Regions from separate parts of the Mus musculus genome. Here region 2 is linked to region 1. Evidence: chromatin contacts called from public HiChIP or PLAC-seq data. All regions are on one chromosome and are shown on one strand. The core of a region is the stretch at or near the end of the contact, and the rest is flanking DNA. Distances in the headings are between cores, read along the strand shown. Region 1 holds the start of Megf11 (multiple EGF-like-domains 11). Region 2 overlaps Megf11 (multiple EGF-like-domains 11).

Region 1 (7,476 bases), core at 1,680-4,179:
CTGGGCCCAAGGAGTTGCTGCAGAGCTAAGGGTTGACCAGATGTCCCTAGGAGGGGAAAGGCCCAGTTCATACAAAGCCTAGAATACCCAAGCACCTAGAATCTACTACACTTGTCTGTTTATGTATGTGTTTAGGGAGAGAGGGTGCATGCCACAGCAAGCATGTGAAGGCAGGAGGACAAATTTTGTGGGAATCAGCTCTCTCCTCCCACCACGTGAGTCTCCAGGATTGAACTCATGTTGTCAGGCTTGGCCGCAAGCACCCTTACTGGGCTGGACCATCTCATTTGCCAGCACCTGCTTTCTATAAGTGAGGCTTGGCAGAAGCAAAGGAATGCGTGAAGCCTCCGTGAAACCTAGGAAGCTTGCGGGGGGGGGGGGGGAAACAAGCAGGAGAGAGGGGGGTAACAGCTTCCGCAGCTTCCACAGCCATCTCCCTGGCCCTAGGGTCACTGACTTCTGCCTTCAGAGACAACTGCTAACCTTCCCCTTCCACAGAGGTTGTGGACCTGTAGGCCAAGTGCTGAACTTGAGTTCTCCTTGACCCACACCGTTTCACTGCCTGAGGTTAGCAGTGAAACCTTGGCTTGGGAAATCTTTCTCTTCCCGTAGTAGTGCGTGAGGCTCACTCTAGATCCTGTGGGAATGGTTTCAGCTGAGAGTGCCTGCCGGACTCTGCTACACAGCAACCCCTGTTGTGCCCTCCACGTGTGCCCCACAGGCCACCGGAGAGGCAGGTCCGTGGCATCTTAAAGCAGACAGGCAAAGCACAAACTTGGCATACAGTAGACATGGCTCCTCTTGGGAGATGCTGGTTACCCACGGTGTCCTGCCTCTAACCTTCCAACCTCCTGGCCCTCCAGCCTTTTCATCATTCAATGGCCTAACACTAAGAAAGTGGAAATCAACGGGGGAAATCAGGAAAGGTGCCCAGCCCTTAGGCAGGAAGACTTCCCTTAGTCAGCTCTAAGGGAGTCCCTTCACTTCTTTGGGCTTCAGTAGGCTGATCTGCAGAATGGGAGGAAAGGGAAGGACTGCAGTTACAGGCTTCAATTTTCTAGGGGCTTAAACAATGTGTGAGCAACAGCAAGAGCCCGGTGCTTGGTGCACACCGCAGGAAAAGCCGCCAAAGAAACAGGTTAAGCTTCACATCCTAGGCTGGGCGTTAATGTCAATGCTCTGGGACACTGAACCCAACCTTCAGGGAGGGGGCGATGGCCCGTAGATGATCCTCTCTGCAAAGAACTCCAGCTTTTTTGCTACTTCTAAACCTCCGCTAAGCCTCACAAAAGATCTTTTCGGCTTGCAGTCCAACAAAGACCGAACGCTGGAAAGAGATGAGGGTCGGCGAATCCAGCCACTGGACTCCCGGAGCCAAAACACTATCGGGGCAGGCTCGGGACGGTCCCGGCAGCCTGCCGCGCGCCACCACCTGGTCAGGACATTAACCCCAGTTTCCCCCAGGACAGTGATGGGCGCAGATGCGCTGGGCACAAGTATCCTTGCCACAGAGAGCTGGGAAGGCGGGGAGCCCTAACCTCCTGGTAAGCATCCTCCAACCTGCGGGAGGCCCTGCTGTATAGGCTCCCGGAGGGACCAGGCGTGGGAGAATCTGATCCCAGTCACTTGGACCGGTTTTTCTCGAGAGCATCACCAGCCCGGAAAGAGGCCGGCTGGCCTCGCAGCAGGCACTCACGGGGACGGATTCTGAGACGCGACGACAGTGGGATGGAGCGTGGGAGGCAGTTCCAGGAAAAAGCATCTGGGGTTCGAGGGCTCTGGGGCCCGCCAGGCGGAGACCCAGAGCTCCCAGACTACAGACCGATCGTGACTCCGTCCCACTCGCAACCTTGGTCCCGGGAAGGAACGGTTTTACCTATTTTTCAAGTCTTTTTTTTTTCCTCCTAAAAATTAAAAGACTAAATCAAGTCTTAGGGGAAGGTGCCTGCGCAGGGCTGCCACCAGGACCACTGTGTGCCCAGCTACAACACTACCGCCCGCGTTTGGGAGAGAAGTTAGGAAGTTCGGGACAGCCGCCCACGAGCGCAGGAAGAGGGACTCGCTTCTCTTTTAACTTTGGGTGTTGGGGTCTCCGCCGAGGGTCGGAGGTATGTAGCCAGGGGCGACCCGCAGGACTGCAGGGCGTCCGGGATTCCCTCAGTGAAAGTGGGTAGACAGGATCAGGAGGAAAAAAAGAGAGTGAGTCCACGTTGCGCGTGGCACCGGCTGGGCTTGGGCTCCGCGGGGACCTGCGCGCGGCCCCGCAGCTCTGCGTCGGGACCCGGGTCGGAAGGACGCGGTGCGGGGCGAAGGTCCCGCACATCTAGAATGGCTCTCGGCCGGGAGACCCCAGATTCGCGCAGAGCTGGCAGGTTCCTTCTTCCGGACACCCGCACCGCGACTCTCGGGTCTTCCCCCGCACGTGGAGACGCGGCGGCCGCTGCGTCCTGACTGCGGCCAGAGGACGCGCGCCTGGCCCAGCCGAGGCTCTCTACGTCTCGCATAGACCCCCGGGCGCTCCCGCAAGCCCAGCCATCCACCTTCTGCCCCTCGCCAAACTCGCCTTCTAGAGCCGGGACCTGGCCACGGAGGACCCACGGAGCTGGTGGAAAGTTAGTCGCGACGCTGCAAAGCCCCCTCCCCTGAACTGGAACCCACACCCCGACCCAATGCACCCACAGTGCTCCGAGGCTCCGGGTCCCCGCGGACCCCACCCAACCATCTACCTGCTTCCGTGGCGCGCCCCGGGCTTGGGCCAGCCAGTCGCGCGGTCCTATACCCCGGAGCCGGAGCGGCTTCAGGTCCCCAGGCAGGAGAGGGAGCTGCGAACCGCCCCGAGCCGGGCAGCCGGCTCCGGGCACTGAGAACGAGTGAGCAAGCAGGAGGCTGGAGCCGCTGCGACTGCTGCCACGGCAGCCCCCACCCCCCTGCGTCCCTCGGCCCCTCCCTCTTCCCTCCTCCCTCCGCTCTCCCTCTCCCTCCCACCTCTTTTCAGACCCTGCGATCGCGCGCATTCCCTCGCTCTTTTTCCTAGCTTTCTCTCTGCCGGTTGCCTTCTTTAATTCCCTCTGTTCTCTTCTCACTTCCCTACTCTGCATCCACCCGTTATCGTTCTTTTACCGTTTTTCCCCCGCTCTCTCTTTTCTGTATCTCTTCCTTTTAACCCCTCGCGACTCCCTTCTCCCTCCCCCCCCCCTTTTTTTTTTCCTTCTGACCGACCGATTAGCGTGGCCTCTGCACCTGTTCTTTGTAGAAGCTCTGGCTGGCGAAGCTAGCCCAGGATGGAAGGGGACCAGGAATATGCCCCAAACTGAGCTTTTAACAAGCTGAGTACAGATAGATACCCAGGGAAAGCTAGAAAAGCAAAGAACTCAGTGTGCAGAACAAGCTGAGCTGCACCAGGTAAAGTGCAGACAGCCAGGCCCCAGAGTAAGAACTTGCCATGCTGTGGTCAACTCCAAAGGCTGGACTGCTGTGGTCAACTCCAAAGGCTGGACTTAAACCAGCGGGGCTTCTTGTAGACTTCAAGGTCTTCGAACAGGGGATGAGATGGGGGGTGGGGGGGGGCAGAGGAGGGTGCATGTTAATGATAGGGTGTCAGAGGCCTGGCACTGCACCCAGAGCCACCTGGAAGTCTTCAGTCAGGTGACACTTTAGACTACACCTCGTGTGCTTGTAAGTGGGTCCTAGCCAGGTGGTGGGAACACCTGCTGGTCACCCCTACTCCTTTCCAAGATATGAGGGGCTCACTCCTGCTTCCCTGTTTGCCAGAGGTGGGGGTGGTGGGGTGTTTCCTTCCCTTGAAGTGAGGTGGGGTCCCACACTTGGGAAAGGTGTCCTGCACCCGGAGGGAGAATTTTGCCACTAGAACAGGCAGATTGTCTGTGGCTTTGGGACAAGCCACTCGACCCAGGCTCCCGTGCAGCCTGAGGATCCAGCTCTTTCCCCAGGAGTGTACTCCCTGTCATCTGTCCATTTCAGCCCAGTGGGGTTTGGAGAAATAAGAAGAAGCCCTCTTCCCATTGGCCCACAACAGGCAGCCCTGCTCTGCAAGCACCAGACCAGGTTCATCCAGTAAGTGCTAGGCTTCTGCAGGAATGGTGTGAGCAGATGAGATCTTTCTGCATTGGGGTTTCAGGTCCCAAAACTCCAAACCAACCTCCCCAGCAGTTCCTTACCTTGGAATGTCAAACTAAACGGACAACAGATGGCAGAGCCTCTTGTTCACAACATAAAAGTAGAGCTTGAAACCGGGTGAAGCACTTAGCAAACACCCGGGTCACTCACCCGCCAGAGTGAGTCCCTCCTTAAATTCTGCACCCCAGGAGCTTCCTGCCTTCTCTAGTGCTCTAGCCCCTCCTTTGCAGGACCAACCATCTAGTGATATATGAAGTTCCCCATCTGGCAGTGAGGAGACCAAATCTGACATTGGAAAAAGTTCCCAACTTCATAGCCCTAGGGGGTGTGAGTCTCACACTGGGAAGCCAGCTCCACTCACTGTGACATTAGAAAGATCACTGAGTCCCTCTAGCTTCAGTTTCCCTGTTTGTAAAATGGGAATGCTAACATTACCACAAGCCTTCTGAGGATTAAACCAAAGCCCATTTCCTGGAACAGTGACTGGTGGCACTTGGCCACTGTCTGCGGTTAATATTAGCTTAATTAAAATTAGTCTAGGCTTACACAGCTTCCTCTGCACAGTGGCTCTTGGATTCTGAGCTCCACCTTTATTTACCGTGCCTCTCACTCTGACTTTCTGTGTGGTAGAAATGTCTAAGTGGGCTGGTGGATTCGTGGAGCTGGGTGGGTCTTTCTGGATACCCATTGTGCTCTAGAGCAGCACAAAGCAGGCTGTCCTGCCCGGCTCGTTCCTTGGCTGCACTCACATACTGCCAGGCAGGGATCATGTGTCTAAGGACTGCTGAGGGACAGGGGGGTGGGTGCCTGGTTTTCTGCCATACTCTAAAAAGCTGCACGGATCTATAAAGCTGGGCTTTCCCTGCCCAGATGGCAGGCCTCCAAGAACACATGTCACAACAGAGCCAGAAGCACTTTTAGCAAACATCTCTAGGAGTCAGCTTGGGGTCGGCCGGAACCTACAATCCATCATTCACTTGCCAGGAGAGCCTGCTTGCAGGAGGCACAATAGTGCTTGGCCTGGCCCAACTTCTCCAAGTTTATTTGGGAAGCTGTAACATCTAAGACTATGCTACTCACCAAAGGGTAGAATCTCAAACAAAGTCCAGTCGCCACCCAAAAGCTTACACTCAGCTGAATGTGCTGGTGATGAGCCGTGCCAGGCTGCCCTTGAACTTAACTAAGGATGACCTTGAACTTCTGATCTTTCGCCTCCACCTCCCAAGTGCTAGGATTCCAGGTGTATGGCACTATGCCAGGTTTTACACAGTGCTGGGAATCAAACCCAGGACTTCATGCATGTGAGGCATGCACTCTACCAACTGAGCGATACATAGAAGTATGTTCTATCATTATATATATATATATATATATATATATATATATATATATATATATATGTATGTATGTATATATATGTACATATATATATATACATAGACACACATATGCATATATATGTGCACACACACATATTATACCTTAGGAAGGAGGGAAAAGGTACCATGAGCTGATTGAGGGACCCAGAATCTGACACCCCAACTCAAGTCTTTGTGCTGTTATCTGTCCTCTGTGGGCACAAGGATGTGCCTTTCTGCCTGAACAGGGTGAGAGGGCAGAAGCCAGAACTGTTCTGTCCAAGTTGGAATGACTCCTCCTTCCTGGAAATAAATCCCAGAGACAGGGGTGCCCAGGGCTAAGAAAAGGGGTACTGTCCCCCTTCCTAGCTGAGATGGCCCCTCATGCCTTCCCTCCCCTAGGTCTCCTTGCTAGGATCACCTTTCCTACAAAGACCCTCCCAAAACCCCAGGAGGGAGCCCACTGGGGACTCTCAGGGACACGTGGGACTGGCTGGATAAGGAAAAGGCCAGAACTTTGCGGGGGTGGGGAGGAGTGTTGAACTCTTCAGAGGGAAGGGACTGTGACAGTGTGGAGCACTGGAGAAGGATGTCTGGTACCTCCCCTGACTCTAGTTCCATGTCTTCCCCTCCTCAGAGCCATCACCAAACCTGGCCTCATCACAAGAATAAGAAGATATTTACAATATGTTGAGCCAGTGAAATGGCTCAGTGGGTAAAGGTGCTTGCTGCCATTCCTGGCAACCTAAGTTGTATCCCTGGGACCCACGTGGTAGAAGGAAAGAACCAACTCCTGGAATTTGCGCTTTGGCCTCCACGTGTGTGTGTGTGTGTGTGTGTGTGTGTGTGTGTGTGTAGTGCTATAGTCACACACCCATTAAATAAAAATGTAATTTAAAAAAGTTTTAGATGCTTATGACATTAATAAAATACACATATAATGCCACAACCATCCTATACAGCAAACATTGCCATTCCCCCTTTAAAGAAGGGAAACGGAGACTTCAATAGCATAAGTTACTCAAAGCCACAAAACCCAGTGGCAGACCTGAAATGGAGCTCCAGCTTGTTCGAAGTCTTTTCTCAACGCTACAGTGCCTTCTCGCACTCCAGGCTGGGGACCAGGGTGTGGCCAGCAAAAAGACAAAGGTTGAACCTAAGAAGGTGTTCAGCTCTGGGAGCTGACTTCACACACATAACCTTGAGACATAGTCACCTGGGGAAGCCACCCTGGGTTACAGGGAACCACAGGACCTCTAGTGTCCTAGCCATTGGTGAGGTACAGAGAAGAAGCCATTAAAGGAACAGACTATAAGGTAACTAGCCAGTGTTACACCTGCTCACAGGACACACGAGGTCACATGCATCCCAGACTCGTACCAAACAGTAACTTAACAACCCACCACAACCCAAAATGCTCACACACATCATATGATTGATTTTCATACCCACCAAGAAACACTGAAGGGGCCAGTGAGATGGCTCAGTAGATAAAGGTGTTTGTGGCCAACCCTGACAACCTGAGTTCAATCCCTGGGTCACCTTCCACACAGGTGGTATTGCATGCCCTCTGCCCCTGCACACATACACACAAAACAAATAAAAATCACTAACTCTTTGGAAAAAGAAAGAAGGAAGTGAAAGACTAGAATGCAGCCCAGAGTGAGTGACTCTAAACCAATGGTTCACAACCTGCGGGTTCTAACCCCTCCGGGTTTGACCCTTTTCACCATGAGAAAACACAGATATTTGCCTTATGGTTCAATTCGTCACAGAATCCAATTTAGTTATGAAGTATCAACAAAAACATTTTAATGGTTGAGGGTCATCACAACGTGAGGACTACATTAAAGGGTGGAAACATTAGGAAGGTTGCTTCGCGGGCTTTCATGAATCCACCACCAATTGAAGGCTTGATTAACTTGCTTGTTTTTATTAAATGGTGCTCAATATTTAATAACTTTGAATATGGATTGAATAT
Region 2 (7,476 bases), core at 2,094-4,593, 290 kb before region 1:
CTGGTGGCACCAGCCTGTAACCCCAGCCACTCGGGAGACTGAGGCAGGAAGAGTATAAATTTAAGGCCAATCTGGACAATAGAGTGAGATCAAGGACACCCCGGGCAACTTAGTAACCCTTGTCTCAAGGTAAAAAGGACAGCAACTTTGTAAAATATCACAAACACGACTCTCAGCAGGTAGAAACATTTGCTATGCAAGGCTGCCCACCTGAGTTCGATCCTGGAACCCAGGTGAAGGTAGGAAAGAAGTGACTCCGTAGAATGGTCCTCTGATCTCCACACATGCGTACACACAACACACACACAACTACAATGATAGTGAATAAAAACAAAACAACAAAAATGAAAACAAAGCACTTTCCAAGGCCCACGTGTGGGTGTGCACTGTCCTGCCTCAGAGTTTGATGGAGTTTTGTTAATTAATGGGAAATTGGACTTTCCCTAGGAATCTCATGCTGAGAAGGAAAAGGCTGAGGACCTGATGCTGACCAGATGGGGAGTTTGTCTCCCAGGATGAAAGGAAACCTCACACAGATGACGATGATGATGATGACGATGGGGGAGCCCCCACATCTTGGCCATGACTGCTTAGTTATGTATACCTCTCCCCTTCTAACCTGAACCTCATGTCAAGACTCCAGGATAGGCAAGGTGGTGGGAGTGGAGTGTCACTGGGCTTGTGGCCATACGCCATATTGAACACATCTCCTTTTCTACTTTCACTATCACCTGTCCCTTGAGGACAGGTGGCAGAGACTAGCTGTTAGAACTACCAAGGGCCCACACCCTGACAACTCCAGGGATGGTCTCTTGTCTGGCTTCCCCCTCGTGCCTATTTTTAATTCTATATTGAATCCTTTTCAAAAATAGCTCCATTTCTGATTACCACAGACGGGCCCTGAAACTCTCTGCTGAGACCAAGAACACTGTTCTCTGCAGTGGAGGTCTCTGAGACAACACCTCCTGTTGCTATGGATGACAGTGCAAGGCTGTCCCTGCCAGCCCACTCTCTCTGTCTGCTTACACAGTACATTCACTGCCTAAGAACAGTAGGACATCAGAGGATGTGCCCGTGTCTGAACCCAAATGCACCGGTGCTTGTGTGTTCTGCTATTCCATCTAAGACACTGAGCACTTCTGGGAAGGAGGCACCTCTGCCCACAGGATCTTGTGCCCGTCTTCCACAACAGGCTGCTTCCCTCTATTCCACCAGGCCTCCTCATTCTGCTCCAGGAGGCAGCTGTGGACTTCCTCCTCTATGAGGCCTGTTAATTACGGATGCAGAGTGGGCTGCTTACATTCTGAACCTGATATGAGAGTTGCTGATGCACGGAACCCTCGATGCTGCTCCTGACAGATGGAAGCCTCTCCTGCCCGACTGGCTGGACCCAACCCTGGTGCCTTATGTGTTCCATAAAATTTGTTTCAAACATTGCTTGTTGGCTTTTTCTCCTCTGCAATATGCTGCTTTGTAGTTTGGCTCTGTTTGGGAAAATTAATCAACAGCTGGGCCTCTTGTGCCGATTATCCCTTCTCCTCGAAATGGTCAAGAGGTTAATGAGTGTTTTTGGGCATCGGAGGAGAAAGAGGACGGAAGGGTTTTGCCCCTCCCTTATACAAAGGAGGAAATTCTGAAAGTTTATCCCTGGGTCCCCTTAAATACACTCAGTGGGTGGGAGGCAGTATAAATGGGGTTACCCTAGGTTCCTTACATGCATGCTAAGGGGGTTTGTGCACCCGCCTGCCTGTCAGAGCTTAGCAGAGGGGCCCAGGGGATAGCAAAGAAACTCCCCTGGCCTGCGTGTACTTTCTTTTTCCATTTTTCTATTTTTCCGTGTATTTTGTGATGTGCATATATGTATGCATGTTTTTTGCATGCATGTGTGGGGGTGTGTGCATGTATGTACACATGCATGGGGTGCATCCATGTATATGTGCATGCCTGTGGAAGCCAGAAGTTGTCAGGAATCATCCCCTCTTTCTTCCACCTTATTCACAGAGGCAGCGTCTCTCTCTCAGCCAAACCTGGAACTCACAGATATGCCTGGTCTCTTTTCCTAGCCCACTTACTCAGGATGGGCTCACACAAGGGCTGTCATGCCCACCGGGCATTTATCCACATGTATTTTGCTGGAGGAGGAGATGGGATGAGTCGGGAAGGCAAGCCCCGGACTGTCAGTCAGGGTTTGTGGGTTGCAGTGAGACCAAAGCACATGGCCTCATCCACCGCTCATTCAGCCCAGTGTGGCTGCCAAGTGCCCTGGGTCCTGCTCACCATCAGGACAGACTCAATGTGACCTACAGTCCTTTTCCGCTCCCATGTCCTTTAATCTACTGCTTCTCCCCTCTTGCAGAGCAAGCGCCCCTGTTACAGTGGCACTTACCACAGTGGTAATAGAATTGACATTTAGAACTCCGGTGATCTCTTACTAGCTAGTAGGGGCATGAGGTGAGGACTGGGAAGGAAGCACTCTGCCCTGCCGGCCTCACTCAGCCCAGTGCCCCAGCTGGAGTTTGTGGTCAGTTCGTATGCATTGATTTAATCCAGACATTCAGGACATTGGGGGTGGGGATGCTGTTTTTAGACGGTGTCTCCTATAGTCCAGGCTGTCTTCCAACTCTCTGTACTTCAGACTGGCCCTGAACCTCTGATTCTCTGTCTCCCCCTTCATATCCAGTTTATGTGGCGCTGAGGATTGAACTGAGGGCTTTGTGCATGTAGGCAAGCATTCTGTCAACTGAGATATAGCCCCAGCAGGGAGCACACTGCACTAGAGCAGGGGCTGTTCCATGCTGATGCTGATGCTGATGCTGATGCTGACTCTGGATGCTACACTGTCACTACCCCCTTAGATGTAGGAGGGAGGTCAAGGCCTGCTCCCTGTTACAGCCCTGCTCTGGGCTGCAGTGGCTCCTGTTCGTCTGGTGCATTAGGGTCGGCTCTCCAGCCAAGCCTTCAGGGCCCAGTCACTTGAGTTCCCACTGCCTCTCACTGCTTTCCTACTCTGCTCATCTGTGCCATCTGAGCCTGATGCTCTCAGAGACCCCAGACACCTTCCCTGGTCTGAGTTCAGGGGACTACATCGCCCTCCTTACAACTTTGTTTTGTTCATAAAATGGGGTCTCTTTCCTGTCATCCTCCTGCCTCAGCTCTTGAGTGCTGGAATTACAGTGTACCTCCCCACACACATCAGGTTGTTCCACCTCCTTTTTCCTGTTGGTTCACCACCCCTTTCAACAGCATCTCTCATTTTTAAGTCATAACCAAACTCCTTCCCCTCATGGAGTGTGTAATTCCTCTTACAAATGAGATTACTAGCGATCATACCTAGGGAGAAAAGGCTGGGGGCAGGGCTGTAGTGCAGGGGCAGGGCTGTGGGCAGGGGCGGGGCTGTGGAGTAGAGGTGGGGCTATGGTGCAAGGGCAGGGCTGTGGGCAGGGGCGGGGCTGTGGAGTAGGGGTGGGGCTATGGTGCAAGGGCAGGGCTGTGGGGCAGGGGCGGGGCTGTGGAGTAGGGGTGGGGCTATGGTACAAGGGCAGGGCTGTGGGGCAGGGGCGGGGCTGTGGAGTAGGGGTGGGGCTATGGTGCAAGGGCAGGGCTGTGGGGCAGGGGCGGGGCTGTGGAGTAGGGGTGGGGCTATGGTGCAAGGGCAGGGCTGTGGGCAGGGGCGGGGCTGTGGAGTAGGGGTGGGGCTATGGTGCAAGGGCAGGGCTGTGGGGCAGGGACAGGGCTGGAGATGTGGCTCACAGTCACAGCTGGTTCTTCTGTGTCACGTATCACAGGCCTGGTGGTTTCAGGTCTGTAGCCCATGTCCCTTCTGCTCATTTCCTGGTGTTTTCTGAATCCTTCTTAATCACTGTTGCATCTGAGCTTCATGCCAGCCTCAGGAGACCAGGGTCAGGTGTGTAGAAGATAAAGGTAATATCCAGAAGAGCACAGTGACTTAATGGTGAGTAGGGCGGAACCCTGGCTAGAGCCCAGACCTGACTCCTGACTAGTCCACTCCTAGGCAGTGGCTGGAATTGAGCCTGGTTGTGGAGCTCTCAGCTCAGGATCCTAGCCCCCTACCCCCTGGGTCGTGGACAGATACATTCTGCAAGTCTGAGAGATTCCGTGGCACCTGACCTACCTCCCAAGGAAGACAAAGGTGGGAGGCCATCTGGCTCCAACTGAGACCTTCCCACTTGTCTGGGAAGGTACCTAGTCAATTAGAACCCTCCATCATAATTCTCTCCTCTTCAGGTAGTGTGGACTCAAGGCTAAAGCAGGTTCTAGGTTCAGTGTTTAGCTCAGCTACAGTGTACTGGGGAAGGTCACTTTGCCTCCCTGAACATCAGTTTCTTCTTGTGCAAGGTGGGAGTCCTCACAACCCCCCCCCCCCCACACACACATCTGAAGCTTGTTGTGTGGAGTAAGGAGAACACAGTCCTGGGCTGGCTATGCTCAGCACTCACGATGCACACCCTCAGAGCCACGCATCAGACTGCCCGTAGAGGCTCTGGACAACCCCGAGAATCCAAGGCTCAGACCCAGGTCCTGGTTCCTGGCCAGCAGAGGTCCAAGCTATGCAAGTGACTCTGGGCAAAAAGGAGTCTGGGTGTATTGGAAGCCCACGTGCCTGGGACCCACCCTGACTCCTCCAGCTGACACAGAGATGGCAAGGCCACCGCCCAAGTGACGAGGACACTGAGGAGGGCAGCAGGAGCTTGGCAGGAAAAGGATGGGATGGGATAGGAAGAGAAGACTCAGCACTTTCCCCTAATGAAGCCACAAACCACAGAGTCCCAGAGGGAGATGCTAGCCTGAGCCTCAGTGACACAAAGCCAATTCTCTCTACTTTGCTCTGTGGATTAATTGCCAACATGATTTAACTTCCTGGTACACACCACCCGAGTGTCTTCACCACTCTCCTTCCTGCCCAGGGGAGAACAAGCTCCTGACAGGCAGGTGAAGGGCATGAGAGCATCAGCTGGAGTTCTCACCTCTGCCGGACCCCAGCTCTGCTGCATCCTTTTGCTATGTGACCAGAGGCAAGTCACTCTCTCTGTCAGCCCTTAGTTTCCTCCCCAGCAGAATGGGGGGGGGGGGTTAAGGAAGTGCAGCGTGTCCTTCTAGCTCTTCTCCTGAGAGAGAATTCTCAGCTCTCCACAACAAGCTCTGGCCAGCGACTCACTCTCTGTCCTTGCTTCTGCATGGCCATCATTCTTTGCCCATTGTACAGAGAGGCATGTGGGACTCTAAGAGGCTGAGCACATGGCTGTGGGCCATGTAGATGCTGAGGGTCAGATTCAGCTTCCTACTCAGCCCCACTTGACCTCAAGACCTTGCCCATGTTTAACTCAAACCTGGCACAGTCCCATGACATACCTTAACAAGCATCACTGAACATCTACTACAAGTCAAGTTTTATTCTAAGCACTGAGTACATTTTACACCGTTCAATCCTAAGGGTCACATTAGAACAGAATATGCATGTGTTTCCTGTGTTACAGGTGAATTGTTATTGTTTGTAGCTCAGCCTAGCTTCAAACTCTCTACGTATCTGAGATGACTGTGAACTTCTGATCCTTCTGCTTTCACCTCCCAAGTGCTAGGATTACAGGTATGTGCCACCATGCCAGGTTTATGGGGTGCTAGGAATCGAACCCAGGGCTTTGTGCATGGTTGGTAAGTACTCTACTGACTGAGCTACATGCTCAGCCCCATCTCATAGATGAAAAACTGAACTTTTTAAAAGCCAGCAAATGGCACACATGTGCTTGCCATGTAAGCCTGTGACGGGGAACCCACAGTGGAAGGAGAGAAACAACTCCTGAAAGTTATCCTCTGACACACACACACACACACACACACACACACACACACACACTGTGGCATGCATATACCTGCCTACACTCCAAGAATAATGATAAAAAAATGAAATCCAAGCCTTGAGATACTCAAGTAACTATCAAAGCCACATAGCAGGAGGCAGCAGTGCTAGAATATGTGTGTGTGTGTGTGTGTGTATGTGAGAGTGTGTGTGTACATGAATGTGTGTGAGAGTGTGTATGCATAAGTACATGTGTGAATGTGTGTGAGTGAGCTGTGTTTGAGTGTGTGTGACCATGTATTAGTATGTGTGAGTGTATAAGTGTGTATGTATGTGCATGAATATGTGTGTGTCAATTAGAGTATATGTGTATGTGTGTGCACCTGAGTGTGTGAGTGTGCATGCACATGTGTTCATGAATGTGTGTAAAGGTATGTGCATGAGTATGTGTAAATGTGTGTGCATGAGTGTGTGTGTGTTAATATTTTTGGTAATTTTTAAAGCTTTGCACAGTCTTGTTCATGCAACTACATCAGCTAGAGGATAAATTTGTCATGCTTAATATGCATCAGGAAAAATCTTTTATGACAATAATTGAGACGGTAGACCATGATGGGGGGTGGGGCAGGGAATGAGAAATTGCTTTTCTGCTCTTAGAACAATGGTGATGAGCATGGAACGGGAAGTGCACAGGTGTGCTTCGTGTGTCGCCTGGCTGTCATTTCCACCCTGCACTCTCTCCTGGCCACACCGGCCGTCATTCCAGAGTTCCAGCTCAGGAACCACACACCCCGAGGCTGGGAAGCTGGCGGAAAGACCTCTTTAAAGGATGCCAGAAACCTTGTGCAGAGAAAATTCAATTGCTGCCCCACTGATCTGGCGGTCGTGACTCTGGCCCCCTCCTGCCTTCCCTAGCCCAAGCAGCTAAGCTTTGCATATGACCTATGGACAGAGCGGAGAAAGCTGAGAAAAATGCAGGAAGGAGTTGGTTCATTTGGGTGATGGAGTGCCTGCTCCCTTTGCCAGCATGCAGGGCTCAATAATGGCAGACAGGGCTTCAAAAAATTGCAGCATGAATAGATGAGCCCTTTAAGGTAATAGAAATGCTGTCATCCTAGGGAGAAATATGGGCCCAAGTCCTGAGGGAGGGGACACTGGGCCCTTCTGTCCTGCCTCCTGAGCTCTCTGTCCCCATTACAACCAGAACTGAAAGAAGGCATCAGGCTGAGGGATGGTCAGAAAAACACCTCATCTCCCCCCCCCCCAAGTCTCCATGCAGGGAGGAGGCTGCAGAAGAGGACTGGGAATCAAGTCACTCAGCCTGGCTGTGACCTTGCAGTCTGCTCCCTGCAGGCACTGTCAGGACAGCAATTAGTTCTAGACCGGTGTGCGCAGGAAGTTCTATCAGGCAGTGTCTTAAAGAGAGCTGTGCTGGGCATCCCAGGGGCTTGTGGGTGTGGCTGTGAAATTAGACTGTTTCCCTCAGTGCTGAGAAAGCCTATTGTCCTTTCTGGCTACATAGCTGCCCTGCAGGTCCCACTCCAGAGGAAGCTGCAGCTAAGGATTTCCTTACTCTCATCCTGTCTGCACCTGCATCCCAGACAGACTCTCAGGGCTCTTCAAGTGGGCATCAGCAGGATTGAATGTTGTGGGTGGCAATC

Evidence for each region. HiChIP or PLAC-seq counts read pairs in DNA pulled down with a chosen protein or histone mark.
Region 2: a contact with region 1 is called in an H3K4me3 HiChIP or PLAC-seq map of embryonic midbrain, with 5 times the contacts expected there. The contact joins the enhancer-like site here to the promoter of Megf11 in region 1. A contact is called at or near these places in 12 of 39 promoter capture datasets (the 3T3-L1 cell line, the C10 cell line, the HPC-7 cell line and 8 more), 23 of 484 Hi-C or Micro-C datasets (B cells, the CH12 cell line, ECoMG-derived neutrophils and 17 more), 13 of 115 datasets of contacts at active chromatin or transcription factors (bone marrow-derived macrophages, embryonic basal ganglia, embryonic forebrain and 8 more) and 2 of 9 other capture datasets (adipose tissue and pancreatic islet).

Annotation. Positions count from the first base shown.
Region 1 is chr9:64,381,079-64,388,554 of GRCm38.p6, reverse strand. Megf11 (multiple EGF-like-domains 11) reads right to left here and starts at 2,929. Exons shown (of 25, transcript NM_001134399.1): 1 at 2,727-2,929.
Region 2 is chr9:64,668,023-64,675,498 of GRCm38.p6, reverse strand. The region is part of intron 10 of Megf11 (multiple EGF-like-domains 11); the gene reads right to left. Gm36311 (a long non-coding RNA gene) reads left to right here. Exons shown (of 2, transcript XR_870862.1): 2 at 448-1,437. Among named protein-coding and RNA genes, the nearest start is that of Gm36311, 14 kb to the left of the region's middle. Within about 2 kb of position 3,343, at least 68 of the 459 cell types and tissues checked have an H3K27ac peak or open chromatin away from gene starts, as enhancers often do. A contact at or near this core is called in the N1E-115 cell line and pre-megakaryocyte-erythroid progenitors, where this site is marked.